3 separate regions of the Sus scrofa genome follow, and regions 2 and 3 are each linked to region 1. A link is a contact called in public Hi-C and HiChIP or PLAC-seq data. All regions are on one chromosome and are shown on one strand. Each heading gives the region's core, a stretch centred on a gene start, on an enhancer-like site or on the middle of the called end of the contact. The rest is flanking DNA. Distances are from core to core; before and after follow the strand shown.

Region 1 (3,654 bases), core at 81-2,580:
CGCGGGAAGGGCTCGCGGCGGGCTGCGGCTCATCACAGGCACAGCCCAGGCCGGCAGCGCGGCGGAGGCGGCCCTGCAACCCGGGAGGGGGACGCAGCGGCCCGGCTTCGGACGCGGGGACTTGGGCCGCGGCTCCGAGGTGGGCACGGCAGCAGCGGCGGCTGGTCCCCGGCGCCTAGGGTTGGTTCTCCCATGGCAGCGGCTCCGAGAAGGACCTACGAGGGGAAGCGGAGTAAGTCGATGCTCCCCAATCCTCCTCCCCAGCCTCCACCTCCTCCTAAGTAACGCCCACCCTCGGGTCTGCCTGGCTCCCCAGCTCACCTGGAGCCGCAGGCGCGCCCCGGAGCGGCCCGGGATCACGGCCCGGCTGTCTGTCCTGCTGTCACTCGTTCCTCGATTTCTCAAGCGCTGTTTTCCGCTCGGGGTCCCCTGCCTCCGAGGGGGTCGCGGGAATCCGCAGCCCAAGCCCTGGGCAGAGTTTCCTGGCAGCAGGCGCCCTGAGGCTGGGGAAGGGAAACTTTCAACGGGCCTGGAGCCCTGCTCTGCCCTCCGCTAAGCCCACTGCGACCGGCTCCAGCGGCGTCGCCGCCGCCCTCTCGGGACAGTAGCTTCCTTCCTCGCTCGGGGCGGGGGGGTGAAGCTGGCCGGGGGAAGTTGGGGGGAGGGGGCTTAAACCGGACCCAGCTCCAGGCAAAGCGGCTCCGCCTCTCTCGCTCTCGGCCTCTGCGCCCCGAATCTTCCCATCTCTCGGAAGGCTGTAGATGGGGCGCAGTGCGACCCTGCAGCGGCGGCGGCAGCAGCTGCTTCTTCCATCACCCAGAGGATGCCCGAGCGGGCATTGCCGGCGCCCCCGCCGCTCCGCAGCCTCCGACTGGCCCAGAAATCCCCTACACACAGCTCTAAGCAAAAGAGCTGGGGTCCGCAGCTCCCTTGCCCGCCCCGCCCCCCGGCACCAGCCTCTTCGGGCCAACGAGAAATCCGGACTGAGAAAGCCCCAGCCGCAGCCGCTGCCACCGCCGCGCGAAAGCGGCGCCTGGGAGGATGCTGCTACCCGACTCTCCCTACGCCGAGCGGCTGCAACGCGCTCGGGCCAGCCTCTGCACGGCTCCTGCCAGCAGGCGCCGGGTTGGTGCGCGCCACCGTCTATCCTTGGGACTCCTCCCCTTTCACCGCGCTGCGCTCCTCCTCCGCGCGTCCCGCGCCCGCCCCCGACTCAGCGCCCGGCTCCCGCCGCCGACGCCTTGGGGGTTGGAGATGCGGGGACCAATTTATAGCGGCGTCGCTCCGGCCGCCATCCGCGCGGTGGAGGCCGTAGCAGTCCGTGTGCTGAGCGCCAGGGCGCTGACTCGGGGGTTAAGAGCGCTCCGGCGCCCCGACCTCTGAGAAACTTGGATTCTGCTCGCCGCTGCCGGGCTCAATCGTCCGTTTTTGCTCTCGGAAAGAGTTGGTGATAAAGTTTGGACAAATCCCGCAGCGGCCTCCCACGCCGCTCTTCCCCCGGGTCGGCACGGCTGGGCCCCTCCGGGAACTGAGGACGCACCCGCGCCCCGGAGAGCTCTGGTAACGCCGAGCGTCGCTCTCAGGTTCCCACTCCCCGCTCGTCAGTTCCAACTAGCCTGAGGCTTCTCGCTCACCGAGGAAGTAATAAATCTTTCTGACCCCGAGGTTAAAGAAGATGCTTCAGTTTTCCGGAGGAGTGTGCCGGCGGGGCTTCTTCTCGCTTTACTCCACCTATGGAGAGAGCCTGTTCGGTCTTATTACGCCCCCAGCAGACGCTCTCCCCATCTCATCTCGTGATGATGCGTTCGCTGTGACTGATGTCCTCGGGAACGAACTGGGGTGATGGGGCATCAGGGGTGACTCTGTTCTAATTTACCGTAAAATACATGTCTTGCTTTTTGGTTTTAGAAATGAGATCAAGCGATTTGACCTTAAAGGAAACGCCGTTGTCGGATCATATTTAGTAGATCGTGTTTAGTTGGTTTAAGTATTACCCCCCCGCCTTTTTTTTTAATAAGGAACAGCTTTCTCTTCCTCTCTCTTCTCCCTGCCTCTCCCTTTCTCGCTCTCTCTCCGTCCCTCCCCCCTCGCCCCTCTCTCTCTTCTCATCCCCCCTTCATCAGAAGAGGCTAAGCCGTAGCTTAAAATTCATCCCCGAAATGAAGACAGTTATAAGCGTCTACAGTAGTAATTGAACGGTGAGAGGAGTTAGATACCCAGGTAATTAAACCTTACTTGAGCCCTTGGCTGAAGAGCTACGAATCGCTACCGGTCCTGAAGCTCATCGGCCTTTGGTAAGGCGTTTTTGTTGCCTCCTGTCCCAAAAGAGTTTTTAGAAGTTGACAAAGTTACTGCAGATTTATCTTTGTACTATATGGGCCAGCCTCTCTCAGCCAGAATGTCCTTCTAAATTTAAAATGTTATTGTTTGCGCCGTTACTACTCTTCAGTGAGTCTTAACAGAATCTTCGGAGTGCTAGGACTCTTAGAAAGTGACTTAATTCATATGAGTCTTCCGGGTAGAAAATGTTTCAAAACCTTGACTTGGCCTTGTTCGCCAGAAAAATGCATAATGCTGTAGGTAAAATTCAGATTTCCACACACATCCCCACCGCCATGGTTCTGATAGAATGTAAGAGTGAGATGGTTCTAGGACAGATTTTATGCAAATAGAAGGAGAAGAGTAGAGGTGGAATTTTATATGCAGCTTGCTCAAGTAGCGTCAGGACAGACAGACGTTTTTAATCCCTATTTACAAACTAAGGTGATAATTTAATGATTTACCATCTCTCCATTTCTGGACCCACCCACATCACTTTCTGAGCTTTCTCTAGCCCTGTCCCTTCTTTCCTCTGTCCTTTCCCCAAAAAACTAAAGGGATATTGACAAGTTAAAAGACTGATGAGTGAGTTCCCCTTGCGGTGCAAAGTAAAGGTATCCGACTAGGAACCATGACGTTGTGGGTTCTATCCCTGGCCTCCTTCAGTGGGTTAAGGATCCATCGTCATTGCCATGAGCTGTGGTGTAGGTCACAGATGCCGCTCAGATCTGGGGTTGCTGTGGCTGTGGTTTAGGCTGGCAGCTGTAGCTCCAATTAGACCCCTAGCCTGGGAACCTCCATATGCCGCTGGTGCGGCCCTTAAAAGCAAAGGAAGTTGGGAGGAAAGAAAAATCTCAACCTTAGTATTCAGCATGGTTGAAAAATAATGTCTAATATTTAAAATTTAGTCCCTAGCTTTGTGGTTACTCAGAAAGCATGTGAATTGCAGTTATTTGATTTAAGGACCCTTTTCTCAAAAATTGTTTGCATAGAAACAATTTTGTCTGCAATTTTGTAACACTTTACTAAAGTTGGCAAAATAATAAATGCATTTGCCAGACTCCCCCACAGGGAGTGCTCAGATGGCATAAATTTACAGGTTTCAGCATCTCCACCCTCTCCTTGCTTTACCATTTTGCACTGTGTCATGATTAATTCCAAACTTTGTTACAGCTAATGACATCCAAAAACTTGATAATGCCTTCCTTCCCACATTGATTCAGAAATTCCTTTCACTTTAATCCACTTATCCTTTTAGCATAGTAATGACCCAGACATATAATAAGTCACATAATTTCATTGGCAGAGGAGCTGGTCAGGCCACAGGGCTGTCCT
Region 2 (3,639 bases), core at 1,095-3,594, 510 kb before region 1:
ATTTTGACTTTGGGCATCTCCCTGGAGAGGTCTCAGGAACTCCCAGGGGCTCTTGGACCATGCTTTGAAACCATTGCCATGGGGCACTAGGTGTTGTTTCTCCCAAGGACCCTGGTGAAGAGGGCTGCAATAGTGTGCTTGCATATAGCATTTTCTCCACTACTAACTCTGTACCAAAATGACACCTAATCCTGATGGCCAAAATAAAATTGCAATGTTTAGGGCTAAATCATTCATGATGGTTTATATAACTTATAATTTAGAATGCCGCAACAAAGTAATATCCAGTGGTTACCTTTCTAGATCTGGCATTGTTTTCTTTGACCTATTTCAGAAGGGTTAATTTTTCTAGTTGTATTTCTAGGATATGATTGGCAAAGCTTGACTGGCAAAACCAATACACGTACTGCTTCTGCTGCCAAGTCTTCACTGAGAAGGTATAGGCTCAAAATAATTCAAGTATTCCAGCTTGTACTAGGATACCACAACTATTTTGGAAGGTTTTCCTTGAAATCTCACTCTGCACAATATTTCAGAGAAGTAGAACAAGTTGCTGGAGAGTTTCTTATACAGGAATTACTAGAAGAAAAAAAAATCCTAATTTTTCCCCAATAATCATTCTTAGAAATGGAAAAATGCTATCTTGTTTATGAGAATCCCCGAGTTCTCCAACTGTCAGACCTGACACGATTCAGCTTCACAAGCCAGGGACATTTTTGATTCTCCCTGTGTCAGGGACAAGTGTCATACATACTGATTTGCACAGAAAACCACAGAGAGCATTCTCCAGGGAGAGCCAGCATTTTGACAAGACTGAGTGGCAACTTAGAGCAACAGGAGTAGGAACTATTGTGTGGTGTTGTCCATAGACCTAGGCAGATCTTGTGCCAGGTTACTGAGAGCTACTGCATTAAAATATCATTTGAAATTTAAATTCATTGTAAAACACCAAGAATATATGAGTCAGAGAGCTTCTAACGGAGATTCTAGTGAAGGGACTGTCACTAAATCACCCTGAAGACTTAGCTGTGACTGAAAGACTGAAAAAGCATTAGGAAAATGGTGAGTTTAACAGCTAGCAGTAAAAAAAAAAAAAAAAAAAAAAAAAAAGGCAAAGCATTATTTAGGAGTCAACACATTGAGATACTGATGGGATCAGGCAGTTATCTGAATTTTTATCTCCAGGTATGGTTTTTACATCTGAAATGAGAAAATATTAGTTTTTGATGCTATAATGAGGTTCCTTTCTTTTTCCTCTGTCTTCACCTTCTCTTTCTGCTTATTCTGCCCAACCTGTAAATAGTAGAAATCAAGGGGAAAGCCTCACTTGGTTCTAAACTCCATAGGTTTCCCTCTATCACCAGCTTCTCAGAAGTGCTATCCACACCACTGCCTCATTCATTCCCCCCACAACTCCTTGCTGTTTGACTGCTGCAACTATTTTTTTCAGATATCTCCAGTGATTCAATGGCATTTCTTAGCCATCCATCACTTTACCTGGGGGTAGTTGTGTGTGTGTGTGTGTGTGTGTGTGTGTGTGTATTTGAGCATAAGGTTATATGCACTTATATTCCTTACTACCATTTTGGGAGACAAATTGGATTTTTCTCCAGCTAAAAAGTCAGATTGGAAGGGGGTGTGTGGGGAAGCAACCCCAAGCCCCAGGCGGAGCATTAGAATCTGCCACTAAGCAATGAGTATAGCTAAAATATGACAAAGTCAAAAATGACTAATTCCCCTGATAAAATCATAGGCTTAAGAAATTGGTTTGGGGAGTTTCCACTGTAGCTCAGTGGAAACAAATCTGACTAGTATCCTGAGAATGCAGGTTTGATCGCTGGCCTCACTCAGTGGGTTAAGGATCCAGCGTTGCTGTGAGCTGTGGTTGCAGACGCAGTTCCTATCTGGCTTTGCTGTGACTGTGGTGTAGACCAGCAGCTGTAGCTCCAAATAGACCCTATCCCTGGGAACCTCCATGTGCCGTGGGTATGGCCCTAAAAAGAAAAGAAAGAAATTGGTTTGTGTCTTCTCCCCTTCCTATCTACACGAGGTCTGGAATGTTCTCTTCATACTGTCTAACTAGGCATTGCTTTTCAGCCCAGCCTCCAGCGTGGGTTTTCCTTAAAACCCAGCAAGGTGCAAGCAGAGACGTGTGAGCATGTCCACAGCTGTTCTAAGAAATTCTCTGCTGGGAGAGTGCCACAGAGAGTCTTGGACATTGTATGTGAGATTGAGCCCTGCCAGCAAGCTAATTAAATGAGGGTTTTTTTTAAGCTCTAAGCTTAGCAGTGAGTGGGTGGCTAATTTCCTGACTCACCTATTCAAGTCATTTGTGGTCCCAGCAAATACTCCCTCTTGTAGGACACACTGCCTGGCTTTATTTGGAAGCTGTTCCATTTCTTCACAGGGTAGATAGGAATGCACAAAGTAATAGCTTTCTCTTTTGTGTGGGATAACGTTTATGAAGTAGAGTTCAGTTCTTTGTGCAAAAGGAATTATGGGAATGTCAGAGCAGTTTGGAACAGCACTGGATATTCAATTAAAAGTCTTTCCCTCCAGAGGCTCAAAGCTCGCACTGGAAAGACACAGAGTCCATCCCAGCACAGGGTGAACTTAGCAACTGGGGAAGTGGGGAGAGAAGCCCAGAGACTTACCTCCCTATTCATGGCCTAGGAAACCTGTCTGGGATTACAGACAAGCTGCAAGTCATCTTCAAATCTTGGAAATGCAAATAAACATCTGCAGAGACTAAAGTCAATATGCAATAGAGCTTCCATGGTAGAATTTTCTAATTTAAGAATAACTTTACTTTTATTACACAAGACCCTAGCAAAAGAAAAATGTTGTTAGTTGGAACCCCCAATTGAAGCCTCTTTGTTTTGATTAGATGCAGGGTCTTGACTCTATTCAAGCAAGAACAAGAGGTTACTGAGCAGAGGTAATTATTGGCCTCCTCCCACTACCACCTGCAAGGGCTGTGGATGGTGGCAAATGTAAACAGCTACACACAGGTAGAGAATACATCTCTGCCATTCCACCTATCATGATTAAGGATCTGTTTAGTTAAAATAATGAAATTGACTCTATGCCTAGCAAAATGGGACATGGCTAAATGTCATGCCAATTCATGACTTTTGTATCTGTTGTCTCTTTACCCCAAAGCTAGTTGAGTTCAATACTCCTTTCCCTAGGATAATTTTTAGTAAGTAAAAAAAAAAATAAATTTAGTAAGTAAAAATCTATTCATGACGGATATAGTCTTCAGCCTATTTGTTCATGCTTGAGGTCAGGTTTGGCAAATATACCACATATGTATTTCATGCTTCTTTTTCTCCACTTCCACCTTAGTGTGTTCTTCAAGGATCTTTCATGATCTCTCTTCTCTTTCTATGTACTTTTCCCAGGCAATCTAAGCCACTCTTGGGGCTTTATGTTCCTCTACATGCTTCTAACCAATAAATTCTTTCTTCTGCTTTAACTCTATATGGTTTCAGCCTTTTGCTTCCAGTTTTCTTATTAAACTTTTCACTTGAAATTCCGCCTGGCTCCTTAAGTCGACATGTCAAAAAACAAACTTAACAAAATTCCCCCATCTGCAAACTAATTTCTCTTATGCAGCGCATCTACCAACTGCCCAAA
Region 3 (4,165 bases), core at 740-3,239, 620 kb before region 1:
CAACCATTATTAAAGATTAAATTACATGAATATAAAATATATAATTATATTAAAACAAATTCAATAAACACTAAAATCATCACTTCCTAATATTTGCTACATTTTATTTATTTGTGCTCTTGATATTATCTATGATTGTTATCAGTATGGTGGAAATATGATATAAGAATGTGCTAACAGTTGTTCATTTTTTCCCAATTCTACTTCAGAGACTTCGCGTTGGTAGCTTGAAATTGGCCTTTGTATATTTACATCATAGAAATTGGCAAATGCTATAAAATCAGGGCTTTTCTTCCCAAAGAGCTAGTTTTTAAACACTAGTAGCATATGAGTAGTTACAGCGAATATTAATATACAACCGCTACTAAAAAAGAATTCTTGGTCCAGTAGAGCTAGTGATTTGAGCCATGCACACACTCAAAATTAAAAAAACAAAAAGTGGAACAAAACAAACTTCAAAACCCACCATGGTCTCCAACAATGATAATTTTAAAGTATTACTATTTAATGTAGTGAAGATCAACTTTATTTTCATGGAATTTGCTGTTGGAACTACAGGAGCTAATGACAAACTTCTGAAATCAAAATCTGTTGGTTAGGACCTCTTGGGGGCAGTAATGTCTCTCTTAATGTTTCCAGTCACAGCTCTGATCTGACAATTTTCCGAAAACTAGACTTTGGAACAACCAGTCAGCTTGCTAATTAGCACTTCACAATAGTGGTCAGAACTCTTCTTTTGAAGTGAAAAGGCCTTTTGAAGTATTTAATTAGTAGGGTTTAAGAGCTACAGTTCCTTTCAGAACCTGCTTCCACTTCAGGTAACAACAAGGTGGAGAGAAAATTCAGAAACAACCATGGAGTCCTTGGGCTTATAGAATAAACTACACATGACTCAACTTGGAATTTGAAGCCCTTCCACCTAGAACCTTTCTTCTCAAATATCTATATTTGATTATACTGTCTTTTAATCCATAAGTTTGAGTATACCAGAAATAAATTTTCCTTGACTCTCTTTCCTATTACTAAAATGGGTTTCTGTTTTGAGGCTTTAATATCCTGTCTGGGTGGCTGACTGCATCTCTCTCAGGGATCATGTCCAAGGAGACTATGGAACACCAGGGTATCAGGGGTAAGGGGCCTCCTGGATGTTATCTGGGCAATTAGCATTCACAGAGACACCATAGGCCGGACTTCAGGATATACATTTCACCTGTATATCTTACGTGTCTTGGCAGCAAAGTCTCACCAAGGCTGCCAGCAGCCTGAATCTTGTGTGTGCCATTCTGGGATTCATGTGAAGCATTCTGCTGCCTCCCCAACACACACACACACACACACACACACACACACACACACACACACACACACTCACACACACACACTCTCACACACACACACACACTCTCTTTCTCTCTCTCTCCCTCTCTCTCTCTCTCTCTCTCTCTCTCTCTCTCTCTCTCTCTCTCTCTCTCTCTGGGGATCCTCTGAAGCAGCCTTGGACCCATATACTTATGCTGGAGGCTCAGCTATGTCTCAGCAGCCCGTCTGGCTCTCCTCGAGCACTTCCTCTTCTATTTTTGCTGCCCAGACTGGATGGAAGTCTGGAAAGGAGGTTGCTTCTTCCTGTCTACTAATTTAGGAAAGGGATGTGGTCATTTCTCCACCCTCTGGTAAGTGAAGAGAGAAGTTGAAGTCTTCTACTGGTTGCAGAAAAGTGATGACAATAGCAGAAAAGAGTCTGAGTAGTTTCTGCTACTTTCGCAGCCAAAAACATGACAAGGAATGGCAATCAGAATAGAAAAGAAATCATAATGTCTTATTAACTAAGTCCATCCCAATGTCAATAAAATTCCTGTTATAATTAAGGAGTTTCCTGGGTTTTCAATCACAAGTTAGCCTGAAATGGGACAGTTCATTGTAGAGGATAAATTTCCATTCAGTCTCTTTATTCTCAAGCTTGAGATGTCAGCCTTTCCCCCATGGTACCTAACTCTCCGTAGGGTCAGGGTGTCTGTCAGTGTGTACATGTATGTAACTAATAAGGATAGTGGTAATATGAAAAGGCAATCTAGTCACTGCTTCACTTCCCTTCTCTGGTACACACCATGCACCATATGTGATTGAATCAGAGTACCACCCATGTCATAAGAAGAAAATAAATATCATAAAAAATACCTCTTCCTTCGAGTTCCCATCGTGGCTCAGTGGTTAACGAATCTGACTAGGAACCATGAGGTTGCAGGTTTGATCCCTGGCCTAGCTCAGTGGGTTAAGGATCTGGCATTGCTGTGAGCTGTGGTGTAGGTTGCAGACATGGCTCAGATCCCGTGTTGCTGTGGCTCTGGTGTAGGCCCAGCAGCTACAGCTCCGTTTAGACCCCTAACCCGGGAACCTCCATATGCTGAGGGAAGCGGCCCTAGAAAAGGCAAAAAGACAAAAACAAAACAAAACAAACAAACAAAAAACCTCCTCCTTAACATGGTTGAAACTCAGTGGACATTGGTTCTATATAGAGAATACTGCTTTCTTGTTCCCCACAGGTACTCTCAGCCATTATAATTCAGGCCTGGTATGAGATTCCCTTGCCTCTTTGCATTGTTGTGATGTATGGACTATTTGTGTCTCCCTCCCAAAATTCATATGTTGAAGCCTTATCATGTGGGTCCATGGTATTCTGAAGGACCTACCTCCAGATACCATACCAAATGATGGTATCTGGAGGTGGATCTTTTAGGAGATAATTAAATTTAGAAGATGACATAAAGATAGGATCCAGTGATAGGATTAGCGTCCTTAGAAGAAGAAGAGAGACCAGTGCTTGTTCTCTCTCTGCCAATATGAGGACACAGTGAGAAAGCAACCATCTGCAAGCCAAGAAGAGGGCTCTCACCAGGAGTGGAATCTACCAGCATCTTGATCTTGGATGCCCCAGTCTCTAGAACTATGAGAAATAAATGTCTGTTGCTTAAGCAACCCAGTGTATTGTATTTTGTTATAGAGGTTCAAGCTGGAATATTACATAATGTGTGCTTGGAATCAGGGCTCCAGGTGGAACATAATGGGTGAGGCCTTTTCCATTCTATAGACCTTTTGATCTGATCTTTGCCATTTTGATAGGTAAAAATATTAACATTTCTCATTGTGAATAGGGCTGAGCATCTTTAAATTTGTTTAAGATCCGGAGTTCCCGTCGTGGCGCAGTGGTTAATGAATCCGACTAGGAACCATGAGGTTGCGGGTTCGGTCCCTGCCCTTGCTCAGTGGGTTAACGATCCAGCGTTGCCGTGAGCTGTGGTGTAGGTCGCAGACGCAGCTCGGATCTTGCATTGCTGTGGCTCTCTGGCATAGGCTGGTGGCTATAGCTCTGATTCGACCCCTAGCCTGGGAACCTCCATATGCCGCGGGATTGGCTTAAGAAAAAAAAAAAAACACAAAAAGACAAAGAAAAAAAAATTTGTTTGAGATCCATTTATATTTCCTTTCAGTGACTCATCTTCTTCATAACTTTTATCTGTTTTGTCTTTTATTGAGTCATAGGAGCTCTCTGTACATCAAGATTAGTCTGCTGTGATGTGAGTTGCAAATATTTTTGTTATTTGTTTATGATAGGTTTCCCCCCCACACCCATACAGTTGATGTTATCAATACTTTATTTTGTGGGGTTTAGGTCATTATCACAAAGGCTTTCTCTTGTCTAAATGTTATTTAAAATTTTTTTCCTTGTTTAATTCAAGTGCTTCCATGTCTGTTTGTGTTTGTAGTAACTATTTGGTCTGTCTTCAATTTCTGACATAATAGTTATGATGTAAGTCTCTAACTTTATCTTCCTTCCAGCCAGCCTCCACACATAAGATAGTTACCCCTTTATTCCTATAGCATTGGTTGAACAATACGTCTCTTTTACTTATATTAAATTCTATACTTGTCATATACCATATTTATAGTTTTATTTGGATCTATTCCTGATTGGTGTATTCTAATTTATCCATTGCTTCTTTTAAAAGCATCTGTACCTCACTATCTTAATTATTATGGCCATAAAATATGTTTTAATGTATGATAGGGCTAACGTCGCTTTCTTTTTTCCCCATAATTTTTCTGATTATTCTTGTTTATTTTCAATATTAACTTATGAACTATGTATATAATCTTATACCAAAATCAT

What was found. Hi-C and Micro-C count contacts between places; a contact is called where the count stands out from the background. HiChIP or PLAC-seq counts read pairs in DNA pulled down with a chosen protein or histone mark.
Region 2: a contact with region 1 is called in a Hi-C map of embryonic fibroblasts, with 2.0 times the contacts expected there. The contact joins the enhancer-like site here to the promoter of CHST2 in region 1. A contact is called at or near these places in 4 of 47 Hi-C or Micro-C datasets (embryonic fibroblasts, fetal heart ventricle, fetal skeletal muscle and 1 more).
Region 3: a contact with region 1 is called in an H3K27ac HiChIP or PLAC-seq map of alveolar macrophages. The contact joins the enhancer-like site here to the promoter of CHST2 in region 1. A contact is called at or near these places in 1 of 5 promoter capture datasets (fetal skeletal muscle), 13 of 47 Hi-C or Micro-C datasets (alveolar macrophages, brain, embryonic fibroblasts and 9 more) and 2 of 2 datasets of contacts at active chromatin or transcription factors (alveolar macrophages and skeletal muscle).

Annotation. Positions count from the first base shown.
Region 1 is chr13:83,816,328-83,819,981 of Sscrofa11.1, reverse strand. CHST2 (carbohydrate sulfotransferase 2) reads right to left here and starts at 1,330. Exons shown (of 2, transcript XM_003358597.4): 1 at 322-1,330; 2 at 1-215. The coding sequence starts at 33.
Region 2 is chr13:84,330,541-84,334,179 of Sscrofa11.1, reverse strand. The region is part of intron 8 of SLC9A9 (sodium/hydrogen exchanger 9); the gene reads left to right. Among named protein-coding and RNA genes, the nearest start is that of C13H3orf58, 300 kb to the left of the region's middle. Within about 2 kb of position 2,344, at least 5 of the 83 cell types and tissues checked have an H3K27ac peak or open chromatin away from gene starts, as enhancers often do. A contact at or near this core is called in embryonic fibroblasts, where this site is marked.
Region 3 is chr13:84,434,140-84,438,304 of Sscrofa11.1, reverse strand. The region is part of intron 7 of SLC9A9 (sodium/hydrogen exchanger 9); the gene reads left to right. Among named protein-coding and RNA genes, the nearest start is that of C13H3orf58, 200 kb to the left of the region's middle. Within about 2 kb of position 1,989, at least 10 of the 83 cell types and tissues checked have an H3K27ac peak or open chromatin away from gene starts, as enhancers often do. A contact at or near this core is called in alveolar macrophages and retroperitoneal adipose tissue, where this site is marked.